Regions from separate parts of the Mus musculus genome. Here all the other regions are linked to region 3. A link is a contact called in public Hi-C, HiChIP or PLAC-seq and promoter capture Hi-C data. All regions are on one chromosome and are shown on one strand. Each heading gives the region's core, a stretch centred on a gene start, on an enhancer-like site or on the middle of the called end of the contact. The rest is flanking DNA. Distances are from core to core; before and after follow the strand shown. Region 1 has its middle 42 kb from the start of Gm24382. Region 2 holds the start of Sucnr1 (succinate receptor 1). Region 3 holds the start of Mbnl1 (muscleblind like splicing factor 1). Region 4 has its middle 3.7 kb from the start of Gm24382. Region 5 holds the start of Aadac (arylacetamide deacetylase). Region 6 holds the start of P2ry1 (purinergic receptor P2Y, G-protein coupled 1). Region 7 has its middle 17 kb from the start of Sucnr1.

The links. Promoter capture Hi-C pulls out the DNA fragments that hold promoters and counts their contacts. A called contact is a pair of places that touch in the nucleus more often than the background predicts. HiChIP or PLAC-seq counts read pairs in DNA pulled down with a chosen protein or histone mark.
Region 1: a contact with region 3 is called in a Hi-C map of liver, with 3 times the contacts expected there. The contact joins the enhancer-like site here to the promoter of Mbnl1 in region 3. A contact is called at or near these places in 1 of 15 datasets of contacts at CTCF or cohesin (the NIH/3T3 cell line), 5 of 484 Hi-C or Micro-C datasets (brown adipocytes, liver and nephron progenitors) and 8 of 115 datasets of contacts at active chromatin or transcription factors (the NIH/3T3 cell line, T-cell acute lymphoblastic leukemia, bone marrow-derived macrophages and 5 more).
Region 2: a contact with region 3 is called in a promoter capture Hi-C map of liver, with 4 times the contacts expected there. The contact joins the promoter of Sucnr1 here to the promoter of Mbnl1 in region 3. A contact is called at or near these places in 7 of 39 promoter capture datasets (the 3T3-L1 cell line, 3T3-L1-derived adipocytes, the C10 cell line and 2 more), 1 of 15 datasets of contacts at CTCF or cohesin (large pre-B cells), 1 of 484 Hi-C or Micro-C datasets (liver), 6 of 115 datasets of contacts at active chromatin or transcription factors (the NIH/3T3 cell line, bone marrow-derived macrophages, fibro-adipogenic progenitors and 2 more) and 1 of 9 other capture datasets (macrophages).
Region 4: an H3K27ac HiChIP or PLAC-seq map of the NIH/3T3 cell line shows a contact between it and region 3, with 10 times the contacts expected there. The contact joins the enhancer-like site here to the promoter of Mbnl1 in region 3. A contact is called at or near these places in 7 of 39 promoter capture datasets (the 3T3-L1 cell line, 3T3-L1-derived adipocytes, cranial neural crest and 3 more), 3 of 15 datasets of contacts at CTCF or cohesin (the NIH/3T3 cell line, large pre-B cells and pro-B cells), 27 of 484 Hi-C or Micro-C datasets (B cells, the C2C12 cell line, the C3H10T1/2 cell line and 13 more) and 17 of 115 datasets of contacts at active chromatin or transcription factors (the 230-238 cell line, DN3 thymocytes, the NIH/3T3 cell line and 13 more).
Region 5: a promoter capture Hi-C map of liver shows a contact between it and region 3, with 3 times the contacts expected there. The contact joins the promoter of Aadac here to the promoter of Mbnl1 in region 3. A contact is called at or near these places in 4 of 39 promoter capture datasets (3T3-L1-derived adipocytes, the C10 cell line and liver).
Region 6: a FOXA1 HiChIP or PLAC-seq map of pancreatic cancer cells shows a contact between it and region 3. The contact joins the promoter of P2ry1 here to the promoter of Mbnl1 in region 3. A contact is called at or near these places in 1 of 39 promoter capture datasets (liver), 2 of 484 Hi-C or Micro-C datasets (embryonic stem cells and uterus) and 2 of 115 datasets of contacts at active chromatin or transcription factors (astrocytes and pancreatic cancer cells).
Region 7: an H3K27ac HiChIP or PLAC-seq map of hepatocytes shows a contact between it and region 3, with 4 times the contacts expected there. The contact joins the enhancer-like site here to the promoter of Mbnl1 in region 3. A contact is called at or near these places in 3 of 15 datasets of contacts at CTCF or cohesin (the NIH/3T3 cell line, large pre-B cells and pro-B cells), 10 of 484 Hi-C or Micro-C datasets (the G1E-ER4 cell line, the NIH/3T3 cell line, embryonic fibroblasts and 4 more) and 10 of 115 datasets of contacts at active chromatin or transcription factors (DN3 thymocytes, bone marrow-derived macrophages, effector CD8 T cells and 6 more).

What each region holds. Positions count from the first base shown.
Region 1 is chr3:60,167,463-60,171,369 of GRCm38.p6, forward strand. No RefSeq gene overlaps it. Among named protein-coding and RNA genes, the nearest start is that of Gm24382, 42 kb to the left of the region's middle. Within about 2 kb of position 2,384, at least 35 of the 459 cell types and tissues checked have an H3K27ac peak or open chromatin away from gene starts, as enhancers often do. A contact at or near this core is called in brown adipocytes, hepatocytes and liver, where this site is marked.
Region 2 is chr3:60,079,704-60,083,525 of GRCm38.p6, forward strand. It overlaps Sucnr1 (succinate receptor 1), which reads left to right and starts at 2,166. Exons shown (of 2, transcript NM_032400.2): 1 at 2,166-2,225. The coding sequence starts at 2,223.
Region 3 is chr3:60,499,865-60,503,568 of GRCm38.p6, forward strand. It overlaps Mbnl1 (muscleblind like splicing factor 1), which reads left to right and starts at 1,315. Exons shown (of 10, transcript NM_020007.4): 1 at 1,315-1,559.
Region 4 is chr3:60,122,157-60,125,863 of GRCm38.p6, forward strand. No RefSeq gene overlaps it. Among named protein-coding and RNA genes, the nearest start is that of Gm24382, 3.7 kb to the right of the region's middle. Within about 2 kb of position 1,920, at least 62 of the 459 cell types and tissues checked have an H3K27ac peak or open chromatin away from gene starts, as enhancers often do. A contact at or near this core is called in the C2C12 cell line, the NIH/3T3 cell line, a colorectal cancer cell line and 5 more, where this site is marked.
Region 5 is chr3:60,029,504-60,033,254 of GRCm38.p6, forward strand. Aadac (arylacetamide deacetylase) reads left to right here and starts at 2,285. Exons shown (of 5, transcript NM_023383.1): 1 at 2,285-2,438. The coding sequence starts at 2,304.
Region 6 is chr3:61,001,114-61,004,868 of GRCm38.p6, forward strand. P2ry1 (purinergic receptor P2Y, G-protein coupled 1) reads left to right here and starts at 1,672. Exons shown (of 2, transcript NM_008772.5): 1 at 1,672-3,486. The coding sequence starts at 2,329. The coding sequence ends at 3,450.
Region 7 is chr3:60,097,002-60,100,716 of GRCm38.p6, forward strand. No RefSeq gene overlaps it. Among named protein-coding and RNA genes, the nearest start is that of Sucnr1, 17 kb to the left of the region's middle. Within about 2 kb of position 1,775, at least 25 of the 459 cell types and tissues checked have an H3K27ac peak or open chromatin away from gene starts, as enhancers often do. A contact at or near this core is called in hepatocytes and liver, where this site is marked.

The DNA.
Region 1 (3,907 bases), core at 1,134-3,633, 330 kb before region 3:
GGAAAGGTGATAACATTTGAAATGTAAATAAAGAAAATATCCAATAAAAGAAAAAAAAGAACTGAAACATAAAAAAGAAAGGTAAACTGTGACACTCCTTGTGACATATAACAGTTTCAATAGGGAAATTTACTTAGTTTAGTTTAGGTTTGTTTAGGAGGGAGGATTCCATGGTGGAGGGCAGGTATGGAAAGGGAGGGCAGAGGAGTAGGACTTCACAAAAACAAACAAACCAATACTATAAGTTCAAAAAATCAAAAGCGTATAGCACTGCAGGTCCTTCATGTTTTCCAAAAGCTTGCGTCATGCAGAGCTGATTGGTCCATGGATTCCAGCACACTTTGTTCTGATTTCACAGTGTGGTTCTGCAATAGTTGTCATGATGGTTAAAAATAAACTACCAGCTCATATAGGAAGCATAGAGATCTTGTAATACAGGGATTTTTTTTAAAATCAGATTAAGAACTGAGGTCTAATCAGGCGAAGTCCCTGGAGAGAGTTGAAGGAAATAGGTCTAGGACTAGGTCCTAGGGGAAAGAAGGAAGATTGATTTCTACAAGTTACATTCCTTTTCCTGGACTCTGCTCTTCCCTTGAATACAGTGTTTCCCATGCTCAGTTCTCATGGAAAAACATTGCCAAAAATTAAAGCTAAATTTTTAAAAGAGGCTGGCTAGGCTTCCTTTTTTTTTTTTTTTTTTTTTTTTTTTTATCAATGACAACTGACTAAGCACATAACAAGAGACAGAAGATGCAATGTCCAAATAGAAGGAAAAATCAGCAAATCCTTTACAAAGATGCAAAGATTCTCCTACAGTTACATTCAATGCCTAGTGTCATAGACTGCTCAAAACAACAGCAGTGCACACTCCAGGGAAGCATGCAGATTTATGCTAAACAATGTGCTTCATTTTCCTTCTTCATCTGTCCCCGTACTTGCTCACATTCTTGCTTGCCAACAAAGACAACTAATTAGAGTGAGTTAAGGAACTCAGAACACAGCCTTCAAAGTATTTAATCTTTCCAGATAAAAGAAAATACAACTATGCTAAATTTTACTATCCCTTCATAGAAAGCACTTAAAAGTTTTTGTTTAGTTGTCTTGTTTTAAAATCATCTCTGTCAAAGGTAGAGTTATTTCTACATTTAACGTTCTTAGGTTCAAACATTTGACAAGCACTGCACCATCTACCAAGGTATCAGCATTTCAATTAACAAAGGCTGCAAGAGTCTATGTTGACACAGGACAAAGAGCAGATAGACTATCTAGTTAATCAACTACCCAGTAATCTCTACAAACAAGTGTGTTGCACCTGCTTTAACATTTATCCTCCAAGGAACACAGAAATAACAGGAAATGTAACAAATCTTTTAGCAAGCTTTCTCTCCTCTTCCCTATTCCTCTGTAAACTACTAAGGCTCTTCAAGGCCTCTTCCTGCTCAGCCATCCTCAGGTCTGACATTCCCTCACCATATCCCATTCTTAGCTCTTGTATTTAAAGTCTATTTTTATCCCTTCTCTGTTGTCCATCTTCAGTGGTCTTCACATATCTCAGGGCAGCTCACTCATTGAGTTTCAGTTCCAGTTTCAAGGTTTGTGTGTGTGTGTGTGTGTGTGTGTGTGTGTGTGTGTGTGTGTGTGTGTGAGAGAGAGAGAGAGAGAGAGAGAGACTGTGTTCACTTCTCAAGGAATTCACATCAGTAGTATCCACTGTCTTCTTGTGTTTCTCCACTTAAATTTCCTTTAGGTGACATTTTGTTGTTGTTATGGCTAAAGAGAATGAAGTCAAGGTTAGAAGGATTGGTCGCAAGAATCAGTAACTACAGGGCCACCAATGGAGCAAAGGTTTATAGGGAAGATGTCTGGTACTTTTAAAATTTTTATGAAGGAAGAGTCGGAATAAGATATTAAATTTGTCTTAGCAAACACAGGTTCTTTTCCTTCAGCGTTAGACTGTTATTTAACCTCTTTCTCATTCATTGGCTTCCTCTCCGGTGCTGTAATTTTCTCTCATTATTTACATAGGATGACTGCATATTTACTCTAGATGGGAAAGAAAATATATATTGAAAGACCTTTGTCATTGAACTAGCAACGAGGCTTTAATCTACTAAGAATAGTCTTTTAGTGCCCTAAATCTTTTTATCTTTCTGTGAATTACCACTTGGTGTGCCAAGGCCAAACATCAAAGGGGCCACAGACTTACCCAACAGTTAAGTGGGCTAGCTGCTTTGGGTGTTTCTGCTAATTGGTTGATAAAAGCCTCTCCAGAGCCAGAACTTCTGAGTGATCAGATGATAGAAGGCAGTGTGTACAGGAAGTCTCAGAAATTCCCATCCCCCTGCCCTTCCCCCACACCACTGTGCTGCTGTTGCCTCTGAAGCTGGACTGGAATGATGTGTGTCCCATGATTTCACATATTTGGCAGCACCTTGACAGGGTTGGCTTGCCTGCCTGCTTGCTTGTTTTGCTAAAGTTTGCTCTTCAGGATAAAACCTCACAAAGATCAATTTATGAGGGCTGAGAAGATTTATGTCCCTGGGTTCAGAAAATTGTTACCCGATCTGTATCATCCCTTCTGAAGATGCTAAAAAGAAAAGCTTTTTCCATGAGGACCAGTGCCTGTCCAAGCAGCTACCCTTCTTATTCATTCTTTATTGAACTTGCTTTGTGCCTTGATTTATGCCTGAAAATCAAAATCACAGTGCTTACTGTGTTAATAAAAGTCACCATAGCTGTTCCCAGGATCATCCTACTCCTATACAAACAATTCAAAGTAGATACATGCTGCAAATACCTCAGAAGCCACCTCAGAAGACTGAGACATACAACACACCACATCATAGCAAGAAAAAATAATTGCTGACACACGGAAAAATGCAGACTGACCTCAAAATCGTTATGCTGAGTGCATGAAATCTTACCTCAAAATACAGATTGTGTGATTCTCCTCACAGAGAATTCTAGTAATTGAAAATACAAAGAAATCAGAAAAGCATTTTCCACCCTGAATGAAAGTGGGCATTAATTAACCATGAAAAGAAAGGGGGCAGTTTCTGAGACCATTACAATATGGATGTTAATTAGGGCACATTCATTTGTTGTGACAGAACTTAATTCTGTGCATTCACAAGTATTTAAAACAAGTAAATAAAAATGTTTATTTTACTTACTTTAGTAAATAAAGGGCAGAGTAGGGTGGGGTGGGGCTATGGGAGGGTCTGAAGCATCCTATACACACTAAATCTAAATATTTAATTAATGATATACACAAAAGTATACAGAAAAGTTTTATTACTTTTGAAATGTATCACAAAATAAAATGTATTGAATTGATAATGTAGAAGAATAGGATGTATGTGTGTATGTGTGTGTGTTTGTGTGTGTATGTGTGTGTATGTGTGCATGAGTGCACATATGTACAGTAAATGAAATTAAATGCTAATGACAAATAAGTTTTCTGGTAGTTTTATACTGTAAAATAGTCTCATCATTGTGGCATGTTTGAAGGATTTGATAAAATAATAATGAGAAAATATGAGCACAGTTCTTGTTCTGGCTCATTTATAATTATTGAATCTTATTATATTTCCTAGAATTTGGGTTCATATAATACTTTTTGGCTTATAATAAGTTTATAATGAAAACACTTCCCCCATATCTCAGGAAAACAAGGAATATAGAAGTGGAAGTCTGTAGTGGAGAGATAGTTCAGTTGGAAAAGAGCTTGCCATCTACTTACAAGGACTCATGTTCTGATCTGCTTCACCCACACAAAAGCCTGGTACTGAGGTGATATTTGCAGCCTCAGCACTGCGTATGGGGATGTGCACGGACATAGGCCTATTCTCTATGCTCATTGGCCAGCCAGACCAGAGCTCTAGTTTAGAGCTAATTTCTTTTCTTT
Region 2 (3,822 bases), core at 916-3,415, 420 kb before region 3:
CTGTACTTAGAGTGAAGTCCCTAAGGACCACAGTAGACACTGGGAAGCATTGCATTGCATTGAACTGCCATTTGTGCTCCCTCCTCTGTGTTTTTCTCTTGAGTTTCCTGCTGAGTGGATCTGATTTTACACAAACTTCTCTTGCACACCCTGCTCGCTGGACTTTCATATATTATTTTACATTGGACTGTGAATGTCAGGAACTTTGTGGAGTAGAGTCACTGGGCCCCTCTGAACAAGGAAATCGGCTTAGGCAAGTTTGTTTCACAGATCACACAGCTAGTAAAATGCAAATTCAGGACAAGGATTCAATGACCTTTTTTTTTTTTTACCGTGCTGCTTTTTGTAAGATTATTTTAATTTGTATTCCTGTGCCGAAACTAACAGCATTAAATTGAAGTACTCATATGGAAGGAAGTTTAATTTATTGAAAATGTCTGTAATAATTAATCTTTAGCAAGCAAGTATGACATATTATATTAGCCAACAGCTTGTTATGACTAATCCCCAGTGTATAGTATAATACACAGACTTCTATGTAGATATATGTATTTCCTGGGATTGTCACAAGTATCCCTACTTTACAGTTAAGAGAATTGAAAATTTGATGAGATCCAATGTGTTACATTGTTTCTATCAACAAAGAAAACAAAGTCAGAAGCTCTGCCCACTGAAATATTATAGGCTGAACAGAAATCACTTCCTGAGAGATGTGTGCTCTCTCTGGCAGAAGTGACAACATAATTTGCAAATCCAGCACAAGGGAAATGTTTGGTCCCTTGTTATAAAGTTAATACAAATTTAGAACAGGAATGTGACCATACAGTGTTCCATCAAGAATGCAGAGCTTATATTTGGGCCTGTGAGGGGGCCTGGAAGTGTGACAGTGACACTCGTCCTGCTGGACAGATTCTCCGTACCTCTGCTCTGTAACCCTGAATAAGGTGTCACGGTATGAAAGGAACAGCAGTCTATTTACTGTATCTGCCCTGGTACCAGTGGAGGGGTCCTGGGGAAGTGTGGCTCTTGGCAGGAAGCCCAAACTATCAGCTTGCAGTCCTGTGGGGGGGAAAAAGAGAAGTACCGACCACATTTTTGGCCATCAGGAAGTAGAGACAAGAAAGAGGAAACTCTGGGGAACTCCAGGTACCCACAAAGAGGGAATCACCATCTCCAGCCCCTCCTGCCATGGTGGTGGTCAGAACTTTCCTTTTTACATTGTAGAGGTCTATGAACTACAACTGGCCACTCTATACCTTGGAGAGGTCCATGAACCACAACTGGCTACTCTCCTCTCTTTCTGAAGACTGTACCCCAAAGTACTCTCTAGCCTCTTTTCCTCTACAAGTAGAAAATGCCTGTGATTGTATCTTAGTCGCTACCATGTACATACATCCTCAGTGTTATCCCCACCCTTCAGGTCAACCAATCCAGATTTTTGCTTGAATAAAAAACTGATGTAGCCTTGAGAAAAGGCCAGGTTTGTTTCTTATCTGGAATAATCAGTCTTCTGGATGCTGTTCAGAGCACTGACTGGGGAAAGTCTACTACTATCTCTTGAGCTTGTCATCTAAGATAATGCCTCTCTCCTTAATCCCTAGCCATCTGATGTACTTCTTTATGTTTCCTGAATTTAATCACAGAAAATAAAACGGATACTATCTAAAGTTCTAACAGCCTTTCAGCAGCACACTGACAAGGCTCAAATTCAGACTGCCGTCCAAGTACTCATGTCATAGTTCCCTCAGGATTTCTATGAAGCAGTTTAATTATTGTATGCTTAGTATAGAAGTCACCAAAGAAATGTGTAAAACAATGAAAAATGAGTTCAACTATATATATTAACCATAAAATGTTTGCTGTTCTCATTACCTAAATGTGCGTACACAGTTCCATGCACATACACATGGGAAGATAGAATGCTTCTATGTTGTTTTGGGAGTGTATCAACTAAATTTAAATTAGCTTGTCCTCAAATGTCTTTGTTAAAACTACTCTCTACAAAATGACTCATCTGTTGTGTGCCTTCGGCTTTTCAGGAGTTCCTCTGAATGACTTGGAGGTTTTTCTGAATAAATTATCCCTGCCTTTTGAATTATTAATCTTGGCTGCATAATATGCAAATCAGACTGCACTGGTCATGTCCAGCAACACAGCACTGGGTCAGAAGCTGTCTCCAGCTCCTGGCAGAGTTTTCTGTCGAGACAGAAGCCGACAGCAGAATGGTAAGGGACACTGCAGCTCATGTCTCTCGGTCACACCAAAGAAGACCAAGCTTTCTGCTTAGGGCTTCCTTTGGAAGGGTTCTGTGAGCTAAATGCTGCCTAGGGAACTGTTCTTCAGTAGATGTGAAGCAGCCAAAGGCAAACATATCTGACTTTCACATCTATTTCATGTGGCTCTAAATGCATTGATTTAATAGACAAAAATGTAGTGTGTTTTGCTTTAAAGGGCTCATTGTATTTGATAATGTCGCAACAAAGATAATTACAATTATTTGAAAAAGTGAAATTATTTAGAGAAAGGGAAAATAACTTGCGTCATGAAAAATTTAACCATGTAAATTAAAGAACTTATAGTAGAGTAAATTTTAAATCATTCCAAAATTTAAAATTTGCATCTATATTTGGCAAAATGTGATGATTTAAGAATAAGATTTACTAAAGGAACTGGTAAACTGCAGAGTGATTGTTATTCTACTCCCCAAACTATATAATCTATTCTCTAACTTATTAATGAAAAATGCAACTTGATACATACTGTAATGTTTGATGTTTGGGTGTAACTTGTGGAATACATAAAAGTGACGTAATTAACCAGAACCAAATACTTATATTTATATACACTCAAACACAGTTTATTTAAATTGTTTACTAATGAGAGAAACTTGTTGGAATATCTTCATACTTTACTTTCCAGTGACAGTTAAAATTTTTATTTTTTGTTAGGCTCTGTGCAATGGTCCAGGATATAGGAACAGAGTTTGTATTGGATTACCAGGTTTTTCATTAATGTATTTTTTCTTAATTTCTGGTAAAAACATGCATTATTTTTATGTTTAGAGAACTAATTTTATAAGGAATTTTCATCATTCCAAATTAAGAATGAGTAGTAGCAATTTTCTCATGTGGGTGTATTCAGTTTATATGTAGCTTATTAATTCTAACAGACTCTGTGACTGTGGGCTAGAAGCTAATAATGATTTCCTTTTAGTTACTAATGTGTTTTTTAAAGAAAGTTCTCGGTTAATGGTTCACCTCAGTAAGCCACTACATGTTGTCGCCATGTCTGTTGCCTATGAAGAGGACAGCTCCTGAAAAGTATAGGCTAGTGATGGTTCAGAGGACATGCCCCCCTTGAATTCAGAGTTTTGCCTAAAGGAGCACACCTTACTTCCCTAATTTGCATAATTATACCATAACAAAAGACACCCGGAGGTATGTATGTATGTGTGTATATATATATATATATATATATATATATATATATATATATATGTATATATACCTGAATATATATATATATGTATATATATACCTGAATTTGGAATACAATATTCTCAAAGTGTGTCCTTATGAAGTTGAATCAGCCTATAAGCCTATAAGTATTGGAGAGCCTAACACTATAAAACCATAATCTGATAATGTTTGGATATGAAAAGGGATTTAAAAATAAACCAAGTTGAAAACATATTAAATGAATAGATTATAAGACGTCATGAAAAGCAAAATCTCATTTTAACAAACAAATTTCAGCAATATTAAAGCATAAAAATAATAGGATTAATTGATTTAAACATTTTTCCCTGATTTTTTGTTATTT
Region 3 (3,704 bases), core at 65-2,564:
CTCTCTTTTTATCTTAGCAACTTCTGCACATCCTTCAAGGCGCTGCTTGCATAAGTTCCTCCAGGGAGCCTTCCCTCCTTTTCTCAAGGGCATTTTGGATATTTGCCTACCATCTTAGCACCAGCTGGCTGGTGCTCTTTTCTACCATGCTGCTCCAAAAAGTACAATCCGTGTACTCCATCCTCCTGCACTTACCTCCATCCTACCTATACTTAACTACTTCTGCCATAGCTCACATTCCATCCAGTTGCTGGAATGAATGCTGAGAAAGTCCTCAGGCGCTGGTGGTTACTAATTGTCAGTTAGAAACTCCCTGTCTCTGTTCTCTGAGAAAATGCTACTGTCATTCTACTTTGTTTCCATTGTTGGGGACTTGGGAACTTTTAATAATTAACACTGAGAAGTGGTACTAGTTAATTAATTAATTATTTCAGGAAGGGATCAGTAAGCAGCAAGTCCGTGTTTCATGGACCAGCAGAGGATCAAGATCTGTTACTAGTACCTCTGCAAACTAGTGGAGTACTTTATTTATTTATTTATTTATTTACTCCGCCTAGGAGAGTGTGCCTGACCCACTCAACAGAAACAGGGAGGGAGAAATCCAGTTTGCATTCACTCACCTCAACTCATGTTCAAACCATGAAACAAACGTTTTTATAGTTAAAAATCATCCCTGACGAAGTTATCAGAATTCCTTGAAATTCACTGGAAATCCCGTCCGCAGATCTTCAAACTTTATCTCTTCTCAGAAGCCCAGAATTCTTTTCTTTCAAAGCCAAGTTACAGGACAGCAGCTAATGAACTAGGAGCTGGTGTTTCATTTGCTCAGGCGGGCAGTTGCCCAGGGCTTGTTTGCGTGGGAGTACCTCTGCAGCGCCTAAGATGTTATTTTATTTTAAAAGAGGGAGCCCTGCTTGCTTTCTGTACACCACACTGCAGAGTTGGAAGTAAGGGAGCCTTTAAACTGCAAGTTTTATTTGCCGATAGGACAGGAAGGTGGCCTGGGTTTGTGTTTGGGTGACGATCAGTTTTCTCGCAGAACTCCAAAACTGTGAGTGCTGAGAAAGATACCCACCAACACCCGTGCAAGCTTCTTTCCCGCCCTTCGCCTTCCAGGTTCCAGGCGATGCGCTGCTTCTGCTGCTGCAGGCCGGGCAGCTAACTCTAACCTTCCGTCTAACCTTGCGGGCCTCGCGGGCTGGGCGCGGAGCCCCGGGAGCTGGAGCGGCGGTGAGCGGCGCGGGCCCGGGCGAGCGAGCGGGCGGGCGGGCGGGGGCCGGGGCTGCGCGTGGGAGCTCTGCGCGTCCGCGCGCCTTCCTGGCGGGGCTGGCGCGGGGGAGGGGCCGCGCAGCGGCGGAAACCGGCGCGCGGCGATAAGAGGCTGCACGGCGACATGCCACAGTCTCTCGCCGCAGCCCGTCGAGTCGGGGCGCTCGCCATGCTCCCGTGACCCGGACCCGGCCAGTTCCCTTTCCCGTGGCGGGCATCCCGGAGTCGCGATCCCACAATGCCCCGGGCAGTCGGGGCCCCGGCGGGCAGCCTGCACGGCCACGTGAGAGGTGAGTGGCGGGGCGGCCGCGCATTGTTCTGCGCTGCGGGCGGCGCTGCGGCGGCCTCGGGTGGCGCTCGGGGGTCCCCGGGCCGCACCGCGATCGCGCGCTGCGGCTACCGGCCCTGTCCCGCGCCTCCCTGCGGGCCCCCGTGGGGCGCCGCGGGACAGGACTAGTGGCCGGTGAGCCGGGGCAGGTGCGTGGCCGAGTGCTGTGAACTCGGTGACCTCTGCCAGGGTCGACGGGGGGCGGCCACTGGTCGCGCGGGTCCCGGCCGCGCCCGCATCCCTCTGCCGGGGCTGCCACCCAGCACCGGCTTCATGTGGGCCAAGTATGTGCACGCAGAGGTTAATGCTCTGCTTGCCACCCATAAATTACGCATGACATGTTTAGTTGGGCTGCCTTATATGGAGAGTGCTGTATTTCAGTCCAGTGTGCTTTTTGCCAAGTTTACAGGGAGGAAGACGCCCTGCTTGAGAGGGCTGCCGCTTTTCCTCCCTTTCTGGTGGTTTTGTAGTGCGTCACTCAAAAACTGTAAGAAAAGTAAGTATAGAGCTTTCCGGGTGGAGCCACAGTAGGCTGGTAGAACAGCTTTCATGATAAGTAGTCAGTATATGGACTGGTTTTTTAAATAAAAACAAGAGAAATATGAAACCTTTCCTCACTCCTCCCCCCGCCCCCCCAAAAAAAAGACCGAGTCTGATGTTGTTAGTAATGTGCCATATGAGAATACTTTGATTTTAGAGGATGTAACGTGAGATTTAAAGAAATTACACACACACACACACACACACACACACACACATACACACACACACATGCATGTATGTATAAATGGAGCTGAAGCCTTCCTGGCTAGCCCACAGCATTTTACAGCTACATGGGTGTTGAGACAAGCCTATTACGCTGCTAAGATGGGTTTATGTGCGGTATGCATCCCCAGGATTAAAAACAAAGTTAGAAGCAGCCTGGAAGGTTATTGCCACTGTTTTAGGTTTCTGTGTCCACCAGCACAGGCACAGACCATAGCAAGTGATTAATAAAGTCTGCAACACTCTGAGCTATTTCACAAACAAATTAATTCAAGGAGAGGGAAGTCATAATTACGGCCTTTGGATACGCAGGTCTTCTGCAGCATGCTTTGAAATAGTACACTAGTGGGCATGTTAGACCTCCTTCCTGGGTTTCAACACAGTGTTCATACAAGGAACTTACTTAGGCCATAACTTTCCAAACCAGGCTGTCTCTGTCTATGGCTTTACAATGTTGGTGTTGTTACCTGGTCCTATTTGTAAGATAAAATTCTGATCCCCAAAGATAAGTTGAAGTGAAAGTTCAAGGACTGCAGAATCCTTGAACAATTTAGTTCAGGAGGCAGATGTGTTAACTATGTAGTTGGTAGCCTGAAGACAATGAGTTATTTCACAGCGGGAGAAAGCACGTGGCTGTCACTTCCATCTTTGCCTCCTTAAAAGTTGGTGACAGCTAAACTAGCTTTCAAGAAAGCCATCATGTTCCAGTTTCTTGTATTTGTACAGGGTTACACTTTTTTCCCCAAGATCTAGACATAGTTTTTTATGTTTCTATGTTTAATGCAGAGTTTCCTCAGTGAGAACTACTTAGTTGAAGGTTGTGTTCATAGAACAGGTTGGCTTCAGCCCCAGGAAACCAGTTCATTTGTTTTAAAATTGCACCACCACTGAAGACATCATACATCATAGACACATTTTATTATTGGGAGAGACTTAGACAGACCTCACATAAGCTTCATTTAATATTTTTTCTCCTGTAACTGAGAGCAAATGTGAGCATCAGATCCACATCTAGTAGTATTCGGGCACATGCCAAAAGAGAAAGCAAAGTGTTACATGGTTTGGGATACGGCTGCTTGTGTGTGTGCTTCCCCATCCGAGGCAGACTCCAAGTGGAATTCATTACATTTTGGTTCTAACATTCTGTTCTTGCTCAGGGCATAGAATTCCTGTGAAATGAAACACTTGGTTCTTTTCAGAGCAAGAAGAGATTATCTCAAGGTTTCTCCTTGGGGGTGGAGGAGGCGGGTAGAAACATGCAGTGATGGCTTTCCTTGAGGAAGAGGGCGCCATTCTTATATAATAGTTCCGACTTTTATTGTAAGTAAGAAATTTTTACATA
Region 4 (3,707 bases), core at 670-3,169, 380 kb before region 3:
GGATTGCTTTAAATCACATACAAAATTCTTTCTGCTAAGTGATTTCAATGAGACTGCCCCACTCTACCATCCCTCATCTCCTATCTCTCCCTTTCTCCTTTATTCGATCCTCTTCTTTGTTCCTTCCTTCTCTCTCTCTCTCTCTCTCTCTCTCTCTCTCTCTCTCTCTCTCTCCCTCCCTCTCCCTCTCCCTCTCCCTCTCCCTCTCCCTCCCTCTCTCTCTCTCTCTCTCTCTCTCTCTCTCTCTCTCTCTCTCTCTCCTGTAACAATGTTTCTTAAGTCTTCACTATATGCCAGTTACTTTTGTGGGCCTCAAGACCAACAGTGAATAAAATAGTCATATATTCTAATCCTAAAAGCATCAGAGGTAAATACACACAGTAGACAGAAAACTTCCTAGGATATTTGTGGTAAACATTTGCCTGATACTTTCTTTTTTCTCAAATTAGGTATTTTCTTCATTTACATTTCCATTGCTATCCCAAAAGTCCCCCATATCTCCCCCTCCCCTACCCACCCACTCCCACTTCTTGGCCCTGGCATTCCCCTGTACTGAGGCATATAAAGTTTGCATGACCAATGGGCCTCTCTTTCCAATGATGGCTGACTAGGCCATCTTCTGATACATATGCAGCTAGAGACATGAGCTCTGGGGAGTACTGGGTAGTTCATATTGTTGTTCCACCTAAAGGGTTGCAGACCCCTTTAGCTCCTTGGTTACTTTCTCTAGCTCCTTCATTGAGGGCCCTATAATCCATCCAATAGCTGACTGTGAGCATCCACTTATGTGTTTGCTAAGCCCCGGCATAGTCTCACAAGAGACAGCTATATCAGGGTCCTTTCAGCAAAATCTTGCTAGTGTATGCAATGGTGTCAGCATTTGGAGGCTGATTATGGGATGGATCCCCGGATATGGCAGTCTCTAGTTGGTCCATCCTTTCGTCTCAGCTCCAAACTTTGTCTCTGTTACTCCTTTCATGGGTGTTTTGTTCCCAATTCTAAGAAGGGGCAAAGTGTCCACACAAACTTTGGTCTTTGTTCTTCTTGAATTTCAGGTGTTTCGCAAATTGTATCTTATATGTTGGTTATTCTGAGTTTCTGGGCTAATATCCACTTATCAGTGAGTACATTTGTGAAATTCCTAGACAAATGGATGGACCTAGAGGGCATCATCCTGAGTGAGGTAACCCAATCACAAAAGAACTCACATGATATGTACTCACTGATAAGTGGATATTAGCCTGATACCTTCTTAATGCATTCTTAACAAAGCATGACCAAGCACCACCCCACATCTGAAAAGATGTACACGATTAAGCCAAAAAATCTTAAGCTGGATCATTTCCCCATCCTAGTCCATCCTTGCCTGTGTTTTTTAGTCTGCATGAATTACACTCTTGTATAACCCCGATCATGTTTTAAGAATAAAAAATAAAACAAAGACACACTTACCTTAATGTTTTAACCTTTTCTTCCTAACACTAACATGAATCCAGTCAGCTATGTTTGCCTTCGTAGAAGTAACAACAGCATGACCCCACTGGTGAACATGACTACTTTATTCTTAATTTTAAAAGTTGCGTGAAGCTGGTCTTCCCAGGCTAAAAACAAACGAAAAAGCTAGGCTGTAAATGAAGCAACCACTGGGAATAAAACCTGTCCAAATATGTACCTACTTCATCTCATGTAATGGCCGTCAGTCAGTGTATTCTCCACTTTAATTAGAAGCAAAAAGTACCTCCTGCCTTCTGGAAGCACTCAGGGCAACAAGGAACTAAGCTATATCTCCTAAATAATCCCAAGCTCTCAGGTCTTAATTATAGCCTCTTGCCAGCAATGTTTATTAGTACAGTGTCAACTTCCAACGAAAGGGAGGCATCACGAGGCAGCAGAGCAGGCTTTGTAGAGGGAGACAGACAGCTGGGGTGAAGCCTCTGGTGGTTAGTTCTCCAGTGGCGGGGGGTGGGGTGGGGAGGGGAGGGGAGGCCTTAAATACAGAGGGAAATGATTCAAAGCAAGCTTTAAAAGAAAAACATAAAAAGAATATCTTCCATTGCCTCATGTTGAAGCTGGAGCCGAGCACGCCTCTTTCTGACAATTTAAAACCTCATAAAGTGAGTACTGCTTAGGGCAAATTAATTGTGTTGAAAGTGAATCTATCAGTATGTTAATTAAGCATGCTCCTATTATTGGGCTGTATATATTTTATGTGCTCTGTAGCACATAGAGTAGAGACTGAAACCTTTCTGTATAAATAATTGAGAAGGACTTTATGTGTTTCACTCAGACTGAAAAGTCTCTGAATATATATTAATGGTAACCCAGTCTCTAAAAATAAACTGGGTGTCTGTTACTTACAATTCTGGCCTCACTGAAAGCCAGTTTTACGTGGTTTTTCCATGCCCAGGAAAAAAAAAAAAAAAGAGGTGTGGTTCCTACTGCAAGCACTTTTGAAAGTCTGTTTGATGATTTTGGATGACCCATAAAGTGCCAAAGCATTACTCATATACTGTTGGCTTCAGAGAAACCAAAATGATCGTAGTGATTGTTTTTTAACTTCCTTCAGATGTTGGAAAATTACTAGTGTTTCACAAAATAAAACATCGCTCTGCCTACGCACAGCACAGTGCCTGTCTTTATTTTAATGAATGGAATTCTTTAGACCTTCGGAATTGTGTGTGCATATCTTCTCTAGGCAATGGTTAGAACTCACTCATTGATGGTTCAAATGTGCAAAACTTAAAGTCGAGTTCTGTGTTTTCTGAGCTTCTACCACAAGAAAAAACGCGTATTGTTTCTACTCTTCTTTTATTAGGCCTGCATGTTTATTTAAAAGTGGAAATGACACTGTTCTGATAGATGTTGGTGAGGGAAAGAGAGGCACATTTTCTCATTTTCCTTCTCTATACTTTACCTGTGGGAAGCTGTTGGGAAGGTGCTACTTAGTCGGGGAGTGGACAGTGAGTTTGACATGCACTCTTCAGACTTTCTCTATCTTTCTAGAACAGTGGCCTCCTCACCTGGTACTCTTCATGAGAGAGAATATTTGAAAATAGTAAACCTATTAGTAAATTATGAACATGTCTGCCTGATGCTCACAGGTTTATACTAAAGCCTGTGACGAATTGACATGAAGGGGGTACTGAGCCTACACATGCTACAGACGAGAAACAAGAAAGGGGGAAGATTGGGATTCCCTTTACCCTCACGTGCTGCTGTTTATGACGAGGACATTCTGAATGGGCTGAAATGTGGAGTAAAGACTTGCAGCTGAGGAGCTGAGCTGGCTCTGGGCACCTCTCTCTGGCTAGTGGAATTTGTACCCAAGAAATGCAGCCACTGGAGAGTCCTACATTCTGAAGCCATACAAATAATTTAGCTATAATCAAGTATTATATTTTTACAAAAATCAACTATCTAAGTCAAAATGAATTAAGCCTAAAGGACTTTTAAAATTGTGCATATTCCTTTGTACAAATGATAGATTTTGTTATTTGCTTTTATCCATCTGTGCCATGCACAGTGGTCTTATTCACTACACTCCATTAGCTTCTCTTATATTCTCTTTCTGTTCGTCACTTGTCCCTTCCCCCATACAGATAGTCTACCCAAGTAAGTAAGTCTACCCTACTAAGTAAAAAGACAAAATTATTACTCAAAAAGGAGAGTGAAATGAGCCACAAAATCCTAGCAGCAGGATATCAAAT
Region 5 (3,751 bases), core at 1,035-3,534, 470 kb before region 3:
AGAGAAGAGAAGAGAAGAGAAGAGAAGAGAAGAGAAGAGAAGAGAAGAGAAGAGAAGGAAAGAAAAGAAAAAGGACGGTAGAATCACATACATGTGGAGCAGTAAGTGGTGCAGTAGTTCTCAACTTGTGGGTAGCAGCTACCCTTTGGAGGTCAAGTGACCCTTAAACTAGGGTCACCTAAGACCACAGGAAAACATGGATATTTATAGTACAATTCATCACACTAAAAATTACAGTTATGAAGTAGCAATGAAAATAATTTTATAGTTGGGGTCACCACAACATAAGGGACTATATTAAAGTGTTGCAGCATTAGGACAGTTGACAACCTAATTGTAGGACCAATTTGACAGCATGACTACTGAGGAAAGTAATACATTCTATCCTAATGCCTCTGACATCCTAAGCTTTTGACTATATGTTTAACAGTATTGTATATGAAATCCACTCCTATAGAGAAGGCCTCGAATCTGACCAGAGATGGGTTACCCACCCACAAAACTTAAGCAACTATTATACCAGTAAACACATCTCGTTGGGGAGATTGGCACTGTGTATGATTCATTCCAATGCTGCTTTAAACCGCTGATATCATCTCTCTCCTAGAGAGCTCAGCATGACAGAAAAGGAAGCCAGAGGAAGGAAGAAAACTTCCTGATCAATTTGGTATTGAGTTCTTTATGTTCTATAGCTAAAATTCTGGTGTTTTCAGTAATAGGGTCAGCCCAGAATGGTAGACTGGAGATAGATCCAGGGGTCCAGAACACATTTCCAACAGACAAAATCATTGCTACGACTTTACTATAACCTAGTCTTTCCTGAACATTGCCAAGATTTTAACTGAAAGAACAAAGTCAAGTTGAATTAAAAGAATAAAAGAAAAAATAAAGTCTGAGTCAATGATCAAAACCCAAATGGTCAGATATCCATGAAAACAAACAAAGAAACAAAGTGGCTTGAAAAAATAAAGATAACTAGTTTCCCCAAATCACCAAATCAATTCTAACAACCCACTCATACAAACAATTGGATGAAGTTCCTGATGCAGAATTCTTTTTAATTGGGAGGGGGGTGTTATAATATAGCTACAAGATTTCTCACTTTTTTTTTCCTCCAGACCCTTCTCGGTTCTTTCAATTTCATGGCTTCCTTTTTCTTCACTTTGCCTTCATTGATCTCTGCCACCAGACCATCTGTCCACCTAACACAATCTCATAACATGTGAATAAAACTACTCCCTCCATGCATAACACAGATAGTCATGTGTAACAATTAGACAAAAGTAGACCAAGGTTTTGACTCTCATTTTCTTTCATAGTGCTATAGAATATAGCCTTTGTGAAACAGGGGATCCAATATAAAATATTAGCTTTAGAAATATGTAGTTTACTCTTTAAAAAGTAGTCTGGTAATAGTCACCCTTCCACTCCCATATTGATATGAAGATTATTTGATGCAATCTACTTATTGTGAAAGTTAGGTTGAACTTGGCATGGAATATGCTTGAAGCTCATTGAAACAGAATTGAATACTTGAGTCATTCAACCCTTGACTCATTCATTATCTAATTAGGTGGGGATTTGGACAGATAAGTGACTTTTGTGCAGATTTTCTGGTGGCAATTATAAACTTAACAGCCAAAGAAATGTTTTAAGTTAGAATATTGGACTAAAAGGTGAGAATTGTCTAATTATCAATGTAGCCAAAAATAAAATGAAGAGGAATGGGTTTTTCAAGTTGAGAATGTACAGAATGGATTCAGCTGAGCTGTGAACAGAAAGGAACATGATATAATTATTCTGTGTTCTCAAAAGAAATCATATAAACAGAACAAAGCTACTTCATAAGCCGAGCCATTGAACAGTCATTAAAAACGCCTGGAGTTTCCCAACGGGAAGGAAAGTAGGGCCCAGAGGCAATTAAGGAAAATTGAATTTTTTTAAAAATTTCACATAGCTTTAAAGGTGTTGTTGATCTTCTTTTAGTTTCTACTTTACATATGTCTTTCTCATATGTTGCAATACCTATTACTTACAGGTAAGAGAGTCTGAATAATAACACCTTTGTTGTGATATGTTTTTCTTGAAAACTGTTCAGAAACAGATGGGAAGTACCTTCGAGATTAAAGCTCTGCTTTGAAATTCTTTGTAGATTTGGAGTGCCTGTGCTTTAAGAGATTGCGTCGTGGAATTTGGACTGAATAAGTTAGGTAACACTTGGTGACTGGTTAAAATTCAACATCCAATGATTTGAAATGAGTTGTATTTCCTAACTGCCAAAAGCAGAAAGAGCAGAAGGAAACATGGGGAAAACCATTTCTCTTCTCATCTCTGTGGTGCTTGTAGCTTATTATCTTTATATACCGCTTCCAGATGCTATTGAAGAGCCTTGGAAGGTAGTATGGGAAACTGCCTTTGTAAAGATAGGAACAGATTTGGTAAGTTCTGAATTTTACCAACCTTATGAATGCTGAATAACTTAAAAAGGACAAAGTAGGATCTATGAAAGATGTTTCTTAGCATGATCCTTCTCTAGATCTGATTCCAGTTACAGTCAGCAACCAGACAGAGGGAAAGGAGAAGAAAGAAGAATAGAGGATAGAAAGAGAGTGTGTGTTTTGCAGTACTGCCAAGTGAAGGTTTTTAGAAGAATCAACTTCAGTAAAAAAAGAATGGAATAGTAGTATTGTTTAATTATAAAAGTCTATGCAGTAGATTTAGATTCATGCATGGAAATCCATGTGGGACAATTAGTAAGGCTGATTGGTTAAAAACAAAACAAAACAAACAATCCAGAAACACAGGAAACAAGACCATTTAATTTCTAATTGGAGCCACTATTGTAACTCTGGGCATTTTGTGTAGGTTCTACTTCATTCTATGTTTCCATTGCTGTATAGAAACTTCAGTTCTGGAATGTGCCATTTGTCTGTTGTTGCTCTTAACTTGTGAAAAACATGAAGTTATATTTATAGAGTCCTTTCCTGTGCCTATAAATTTAAAGTGCAATCTAAAATATTTTCTAGAAGCTTCAGAGTTTGGGGTTTACTATTGAAGTTTTTCATCAATTTACGTCTTATTTTGTGCAAAGTAAGAGGTAACTGTGTACTTTCGTTATTCTACAAGTGGACATCCCACTGTGGCAGCACAATTCGCTAGTTTCTTCTAGTACATGGCTTTGGCATCTTTGTGGGATATTCAGTCAGCTATGAATATGTTTCATTATACCATAAATAAAATTTTAAATTTCCACATACATATCAGAGACCATTATAAACATGTTTAGATTGCACCATGTAGGGGACAATTTAATATTGCCTTATTTGTGTGCCTTTGCTAAAAATATGATTGTTTTGTTTTGTTCTTTTTCTATTATGATAGGTGTTTTGCTTATTTGCTTTAGTTTTCATTTTAGTGGGTTTTTGAGAGACAGAGAAAAAGTGAAAAACAGTTGGGTATGCAGGGAGGTAGGGAAACATAACTAAAATATATTGTATGAAAATTTTTAAATAAAAAATGCAATATGATTACTAAAAGTAAAACATTCTACCTAACATAAAATTCTATAGGTGAAAAACATAAAAGAATTAATGACATGTTTTGATGACAAAATTATAAAAGAACATGAAATGTATTACATGATAATGACATCAATAGAAATAAAGATTTGTAGATTAGTAAAAGAGAAGACCCAAATATATATTCACATTTAAAATGCTTTTGATATTTGACAAAGGTGCCAAAATACACA
Region 6 (3,755 bases), core at 422-2,921, 500 kb after region 3:
GTTTTTCCTGTACGTTTAGTTTCTCTGTGTGTCTCTGTCTCTGTATCAGGCTCTGTGTCTCTGTGTCTCCGTGTCTGTGTCTCCTCTCTCTCTCTCTCTCTCTGCCTCTCTCTCTCTCTCTCTCTCTCTCTCTCTCTGTGTGTGTGTGTGTGTGTGTGTGTGTGTGTGTGTGCGTGTGTGTGTGTACATGCACATATGCTCATGTGCCACAGTGACACAATATGGGTGCACAGGTATCAGGAAAGTGGGAGTCAGTTCTTTCCTTCCACCATGTAAGTAATGGGATCAAGCTCAAGTCCTCAGGCTTGGCGGTAAGTGCCTAATGCCTTTAGTGGCTGAGACAGATCACCAACTCCTTGAGTGTTTTTAAGGGAACAAAGTCATTTAATATATGAAACTAGAATGAAATGGCTATAGAATATAATCGAAGGTATTCTATCCTCGTACTTTTTTTTTACAAGAAAAAATGTATTTGTTAATATGGCACATAAAATACATTAATCAGTAGATTGTCAAGAAGGGCTTGGTTCCATTCTTGGGTGGGTCTGTTTAATCATGTCTTCAGGTAGGAAACAATCCATTTAGTTTACAATTAAACACTTTTTTTTTATATATTGCCCACATTTTTTATGCATTTGGAACCCTAGACTAAGATTTACAAAAAATAAAATAATTACATTGGTCTCTGTCTAAATTTGAAAGGTATCTACTAGAGGAACAGGCATTTTAAGAAATAAGATTCACAATAAAGCCAAACTGTAAAGTTATCCCTCAACAAATGAACCCTCTTTCTTTATAAAGCTGTGTTTAATATTCAGCTTGATTCAGAATCATTTTCACTGTAGTCTCTATTATTTAAATGTATGTAAATGGTAACTGGAGGTTGGAGGGAGGGCGCTTGTTCTTTCCAGCAAGTGTTAGCAGTCAAGTTGGACTGATGATGTGTGCTGCGTTAACTAAGCAGTTAGACCAGGTTCTTATGTACATTCTCACAATAATGTTACCAGTGATGCCGGTGTATTAGCATTTTTCTAAGTAGTGCAAAAAATAGTATTTGGATAAAGCAAACAACAATAAAAACAAACAGACATGAAGGGCAGAAAGCGACTTGCCCATGCCGCTTACCACCCTCACTCATTCAGAGCTGGCACCCTCTGGGATCAGCAGGTTCCTACACGCGTTGGGCAAAGCAAGGCGCTGTGCAGGGCCAGGGCGTGCCCACCTGCAAACCGCTGGTTGTCTGGAGCCTGCAAACACCTTGCGAGTTCCGGGGAGGCTCCGGAGATGTCTGTCTCAGACTGCTCAGCTCAAAGCTTTAGACACAACGCTGCCAGCGTCCAGAAGGTTTTCAGCGTGTCAGCAACTTCACTTTACAGAGCTAGCTGGTGGAGGACCGAGGAAACCCCTCCAGCCATACGCTGGCCAGAAGCCACCGCTGCCCTAGAGCACCTTTTGTTCTGACCACTGATTCGAGTGGTGGCGGCCTTGCCAGGCGTGCAGGGGCACCGCGATCTCTGCTTCCAGAGGCCACCTCCCGCCCTGGGCGCCCAGCCCTGAGCCGGCGGCCCGGAGCTTGCACGGCGGAGACACGCCCCTTGCCTCCCCGCGGAGCACAGACTCGCCCGGGCTCCTAGGCTCCGCCCACCCCGCTGGGAGCCTGGCTTTCTCTCCTGCCCCCTGCACTCGAGACCCAGCCGAGCGCGGAGACGAGCTGCAGCCTTCATGGACTGTGAGCGGGGTACAGGGTAGGTAGTACGCCAGGGTCCGAGGCCACGCGCTCTCCAAAAGACCTCCAAGGTTGAGCGCGGGCTCAGAATGTGGCCGGAAGAAGAGTCGCGGCGTCCCTGGTGAAGGTCCCGGGTTGCAAGGTAGGGAGTAGGCAGATGGCCAGGCAAAGTTGATCAGAGAGGAGGTGGTTGGCCTGCGCCTTCGGGCCGCTGGGAACAGCCGAACTACTTGGACTTGACCCGCCGCGCCCCAGGCGCTCTGAGCAGCGCCTATCAGTCGCCCTGCGCGGGAGCGCACTTGCAAACTTGGTGGAGGTGCCCTGCGCGTCCTGTTGTGTAACCTCCGCGCCGCCAGCTGGACCGGGAAGTTGCCCGCACGTCCTTCAGCTTAGATCGGTCGCAGCTCCGGGCGAATTTCATGGCCCGCGACAAAAGCGCGGCCAGAGCCGGCGTGGGCGAGCCCCTGCGCGCTCCGACCCGTGGGGAACTCCCGCGCGCGGTCCCTGGCCTGCGCCTCCGATGCGCGCTGAGTCTCTCGCCGCTGCTGCCCGCTCGCCGCGGTCTGCCCTTTCTAGTAGCTGCCTGAGTTGGAAAGAAGAGGATGACCGAGGTGCCTTGGTCGGTTGTCCCCAACGGGACGGATGCTGCCTTTCTGGCGGGCCTGGGCTCGCTTTGGGGAAACAGTACTGTCGCCTCAACTGCAGCAGTTTCCTCTTCATTCCAATGTGCCCTGACCAAGACCGGTTTCCAGTTCTACTACCTGCCGGCTGTCTACATTTTAGTGTTCATCATAGGCTTCCTAGGCAACAGCGTGGCTATCTGGATGTTCGTTTTCCACATGAAGCCTTGGAGCGGCATCTCCGTGTACATGTTCAATTTGGCTCTGGCTGACTTTTTATACGTGCTCACCCTACCAGCCCTCATCTTCTACTACTTCAACAAGACTGACTGGATCTTCGGGGATGCTATGTGCAAGCTGCAGAGATTCATCTTCCACGTAAATCTCTACGGTAGCATCTTGTTCCTCACCTGCATCAGCGCACACAGGTACAGTGGCGTGGTGTACCCTCTCAAGTCTCTGGGCAGGCTCAAGAAGAAGAATGCCATTTATGTCAGCGTGCTGGTGTGGCTCATTGTGGTGGTGGCCATCTCCCCTATTCTCTTCTACTCTGGCACTGGGACTCGGAAAAACAAAACTGTCACCTGCTATGACACCACGTCCAATGATTACCTGCGAAGTTATTTCATCTACAGTATGTGCACGACTGTGGCCATGTTCTGCATCCCTTTGGTGCTGATCTTGGGCTGTTATGGATTAATTGTTAAAGCTTTGATTTACAATGACCTGGACAACTCTCCGCTCCGGAGGAAATCCATTTACCTGGTGATAATTGTCCTGACGGTGTTTGCTGTGTCTTATATCCCTTTCCATGTGATGAAAACGATGAATTTGCGAGCACGGTTGGATTTCCAGACCCCAGAAATGTGTGATTTCAACGACAGGGTTTATGCCACTTATCAGGTAACAAGAGGTCTAGCAAGTCTCAACAGCTGTGTGGACCCCATTCTTTATTTCTTGGCTGGAGATACATTCAGAAGGAGACTGTCCCGAGCCACCAGGAAAGCTTCCAGGAGGAGTGAGGCCAATTTACAATCCAAGAGTGAAGAAATGACTCTCAATATTTTATCTGAGTTCAAGCAGAATGGAGACACGAGTTTGTGAAGGCACGAGATCCTAGCTCCTGAGTTTTGTAACATGGTAGGATGCTCATAGAACAAGATGCTTTTCTTCCTAAGTTCCTAGTAATGTAAGAGAATTCTCCAAAGAAGAAAGTCGTGAGTCTAAAAATTAAGAAGCATCAATTTGATGCACATATCCACATTTATTGTTCTTTCCTGTAATCTCCTTTCTTACTGAATAGAAGTATGTGTAATAAACACTTCCCCTTCCTCCTTTTCAATTCACAGGCTTTTTTTCTGTTGAGAGAGAGAGAGAGAGAGAGACAGAGAGAGAGAGAGAGAAAGAGA
Region 7 (3,715 bases), core at 525-3,024, 400 kb before region 3:
CAGAATTTAGCATTTGAATGCATAGCAGCACCAAACCAACCCACTACACTAAGCAATAGTCGTTTGTCATGTAGTGACTAGGCTGTTGGGCTAGGAGGTGTCTCTGGCTCAGGCTCAGGCTTTACCCTGCTGCATCACTCCCCTGAGGATTCTTCGCACTATGTATTGTGCAAATCCATACCTCTGAGAATTATCAGAATTACAAAACTCTGAAGGGAGAACACAGATGGTGTGATATTGTAGGAAGTAGTTCGTTTCTGGTTTTATTATCATGACATCAGAGAACTTACACCAATTCACTTTCAGATGGATCTCTGTGTCAATCTAACTCTGAAACCACACAGTTCATCTCTCCTACTTCTTAATAACACCTGATAGTTCTTAAGTCAGACATTTCCCTTTGATCATTCTTTAGTATTTTGCATGTGATAATTAAATCCTAGCCTAGTTAATTTAATGGGTTACTATGCACAAGTGACATAGTGACAATTATTTAAAAAAGCAGAAATTAGAATCCTTAGTTCTTTCATGAAAGGTCAAGGTCCTGGGACTCGTTGCAGAATTCACAATCCCGGAGAACAGCAGCTAGGACTATCATCATAACTATGCTATCCAGACTAAGTACAGTGTTAATGAGTAACTTCAATAAAATTTTCTATCAGCATTTAAGCAAAATGTGCTATGAAGGGCTAGTGGTATGGCTTAGTGGTTAAGATCATGTGTTGCTCTTACAGAGAACTTTGGTCCCCAGCATCTGTCAGGACACTTGCAACTGCCTGTAATTCCAGCTCCACTGGATCCTATGCCTCTGACCTTCTTTGAGACACACATCCACACACACACACACACACACACACACACTAAAATAAAACTCTTTAAGTGATTTTGGCAATAATATATTTTTAATGATGTCATTATTGAATTTCACAGTGGTATTAACTCTTCAGTGTCATGAGTCATGACTTTCTCATGACCCTGAGCTTCCTGGATATGTTTACTCAGGACTACTAAACATGTTATTTCCATATGCAAAAATAGGAAATCAAAAATGATCAAAAAAGTTTCAACTGAAGTTGAACAGGTGGACTGTGCATGTAATGCTTACAGGAGAAGCTAGAGGCAGGGGGAGAGCATGAATTTGAGGCCGACCTGATAAGAGTATATGCAATGTGACTTCTAAGCAAGCCATAGTTATACAGTGAGATTGTGTCTCCATAAAATGAAAATAAAGTTAGCAAAAAATTAAATTATTCTAGGTTAGAGTGACAAATATTATGAAAGAACATGATAGAAATATAAAATGTAGTTAAACAATTTTTCTAGGATCTCTGTTCCTAAAGATGAAGTAATGTCACAGGCAATGTTATTCAAAGTGAAATACAAATAAAACCTGAATTATATGCATATATAACAACAGTTTTTCCTTCCTTGCAAATGTTCCACTTCAGTATTAAAATCCATTTGCATTCTTTGAAAATCAACAGACTGGCAGAGAACATTTTGTCTTAAATGAGACTAAGAAGTTGCCTCAAAACTGTACATTTATCTTGAGCTAGACATACACACACACACACACACACACACACACACACACACACATACCACTTGAAAAGTAAAGTACAGAACTGTTTTGTTAGGTTTTCTCAGTTCGGTAAGGAACAAGGTTCCACATATGAAGAGCACCCTTGACTTCCTTGTTGCCTTGGAGACTCACAGGCTCAGATCCAGCCCCATCCCAACTCTCCACCCCAAGCCCAGTTTCAGTTGACTTAGCCTTTGCCCCAGTCCCAGACTAAATCTCACCCTAATGCCAGAGCAGGGCCTGTATCTAGCCAGACAGGACTAATAAAGAATGAGGCTTAATTCTCTACTCTTAGGCTCAAAGTTGAGATAGTCTTAGCTACTGCTTGGGGATGAGCCCAAAACCCAAGGGCAACCCCAGACCTGGGCTCCTGGGTATCTTATCTTAACTTTTTGTCTTACTACCTAGAAATAGGGAAGAATACTATTTGAAGAGAGAACTGTCCTAAAGTGTAGATCTGTACTAAAGGGTGCATGCTTAAATCTTCAGTTTCTGAAGATCCAACAAAGGCAAGGCAAATATTCAGTCTCGTACATTTTTGGTAGAAGGTTCTGCATTACTTTTGCTATCTGATGTTTACTTACATGTGAAAACTTCACGACTGAACTATAATGTTTTAATTCAATTTCTCAGTTGCTGCGCATAGGTGACAGTGGCTGATTTCAAGAATGCAGCTGAGCAGACCTGTGAAAGCTTCTTATTAGTCCTGGACATTCTGAAACTTACTATGTAAAGAAAGTTAACCTTGGATTCCTAGAGATCCTCCTGTCTCTGCTTTGTGAGTGTTGTAACTAAAGTTATGCACCACCACTCCAGTGGAAGACAACTTTCTTTTTTTTTTTCTTTTTCTTTCCCTAGTCCCTGATTTTTTTAATTAGGTATTTATTTCATTTACATTTCTAGTTCTATCCCAAAAGTCCCCCACACCCTCCCCCACCCTTTCCCCCACCCACCCACTCCTACTTCTTGGCCCTGGCATTCCCCTGTACTGAGGCACATAAAGTTTGCATGACCAATGGGCCTCTCTTTCCACTGATGGCTGACTAGGCCATCTTCTGATACATAAGCAGCTAGAGTCAAGAGCTCTGGGGGATACTGGTTAGTTCATATTATTGTTCCACCTATAGGGTTGCAGACCCCTTTAGCTCCTTGGGTACTTTCTCTAGCTCCTCCTCTGGGGACCCTGTGATCCATCCAATAGCTGACTGTGAGCATCCACTTCTGTGTTTGCCAGGCCCTGGCATAGTCTTACAAGAGACGGAAGACAACTTTCTGAAGATGTTTGCTAGTGCAAAACTATGAGGAATTAGGGACATTTCATCACTTCTGATGTAATAGTCTGCTTCTACTCCTCTATAGTTAGAGGCTTTTAAACATGATGAATAAGTAGGTGAAACTTTCAGGCTTGTACTAAATCAGGTTTCATAGGAAAGTTGTCTCTTTCATTCTAAATTCTCTGCAAATCCAACAGGAGTCTTCATTTTACCATCCAGATGGTTGGTTATCATCATCATTTTAATGCTAACAATAATCCCCCTAAGATAATCTTCCCCTTGTGATAATCCCTCCTTCCCTTTTATGTATAGAACATTCTCATATCAGCGTGCACTTTTGCCTACCCTTAAGGATCTATGTTCAGCATCCTCTGGAGGATAACTTTTTTGTAGCTCAAACAGTCTTGGAGATCTCAAAGCCTCAGATGTTATGATGCTCGACTTTTGAAATTCCTGGCTCATGAGTTTTTAAATAACATTTCAATTTAGTCTTCAAAACTGTCATGAATGTATATACACTGTGTCTTGATCATATCCATCTCTATCCTCCTATCCTAACTCACTCTGGAATCTCCCAATCAGCCCCATGCTAACATCATGTCTTATTTATGCATGCATTTGTTTATTTTTAACCCACTAGGTTCAGGTTATTAGAGATGCCCCACCAGCATCTGAGCACTCAGTCATTCATTCTATATACTTTGAATAGTATGAGTCTCCGCATTAACAATTACCCACTGTAATAAGAAGGTTTGCAGTTCAAGGTTGAGAACAGTGCAAATATGTGGTCCAAACCATGCATATTTACAAGGCAGCTTAACAATATGACCATTTAGAAAAGTAGCACTTTTCCTCCTGG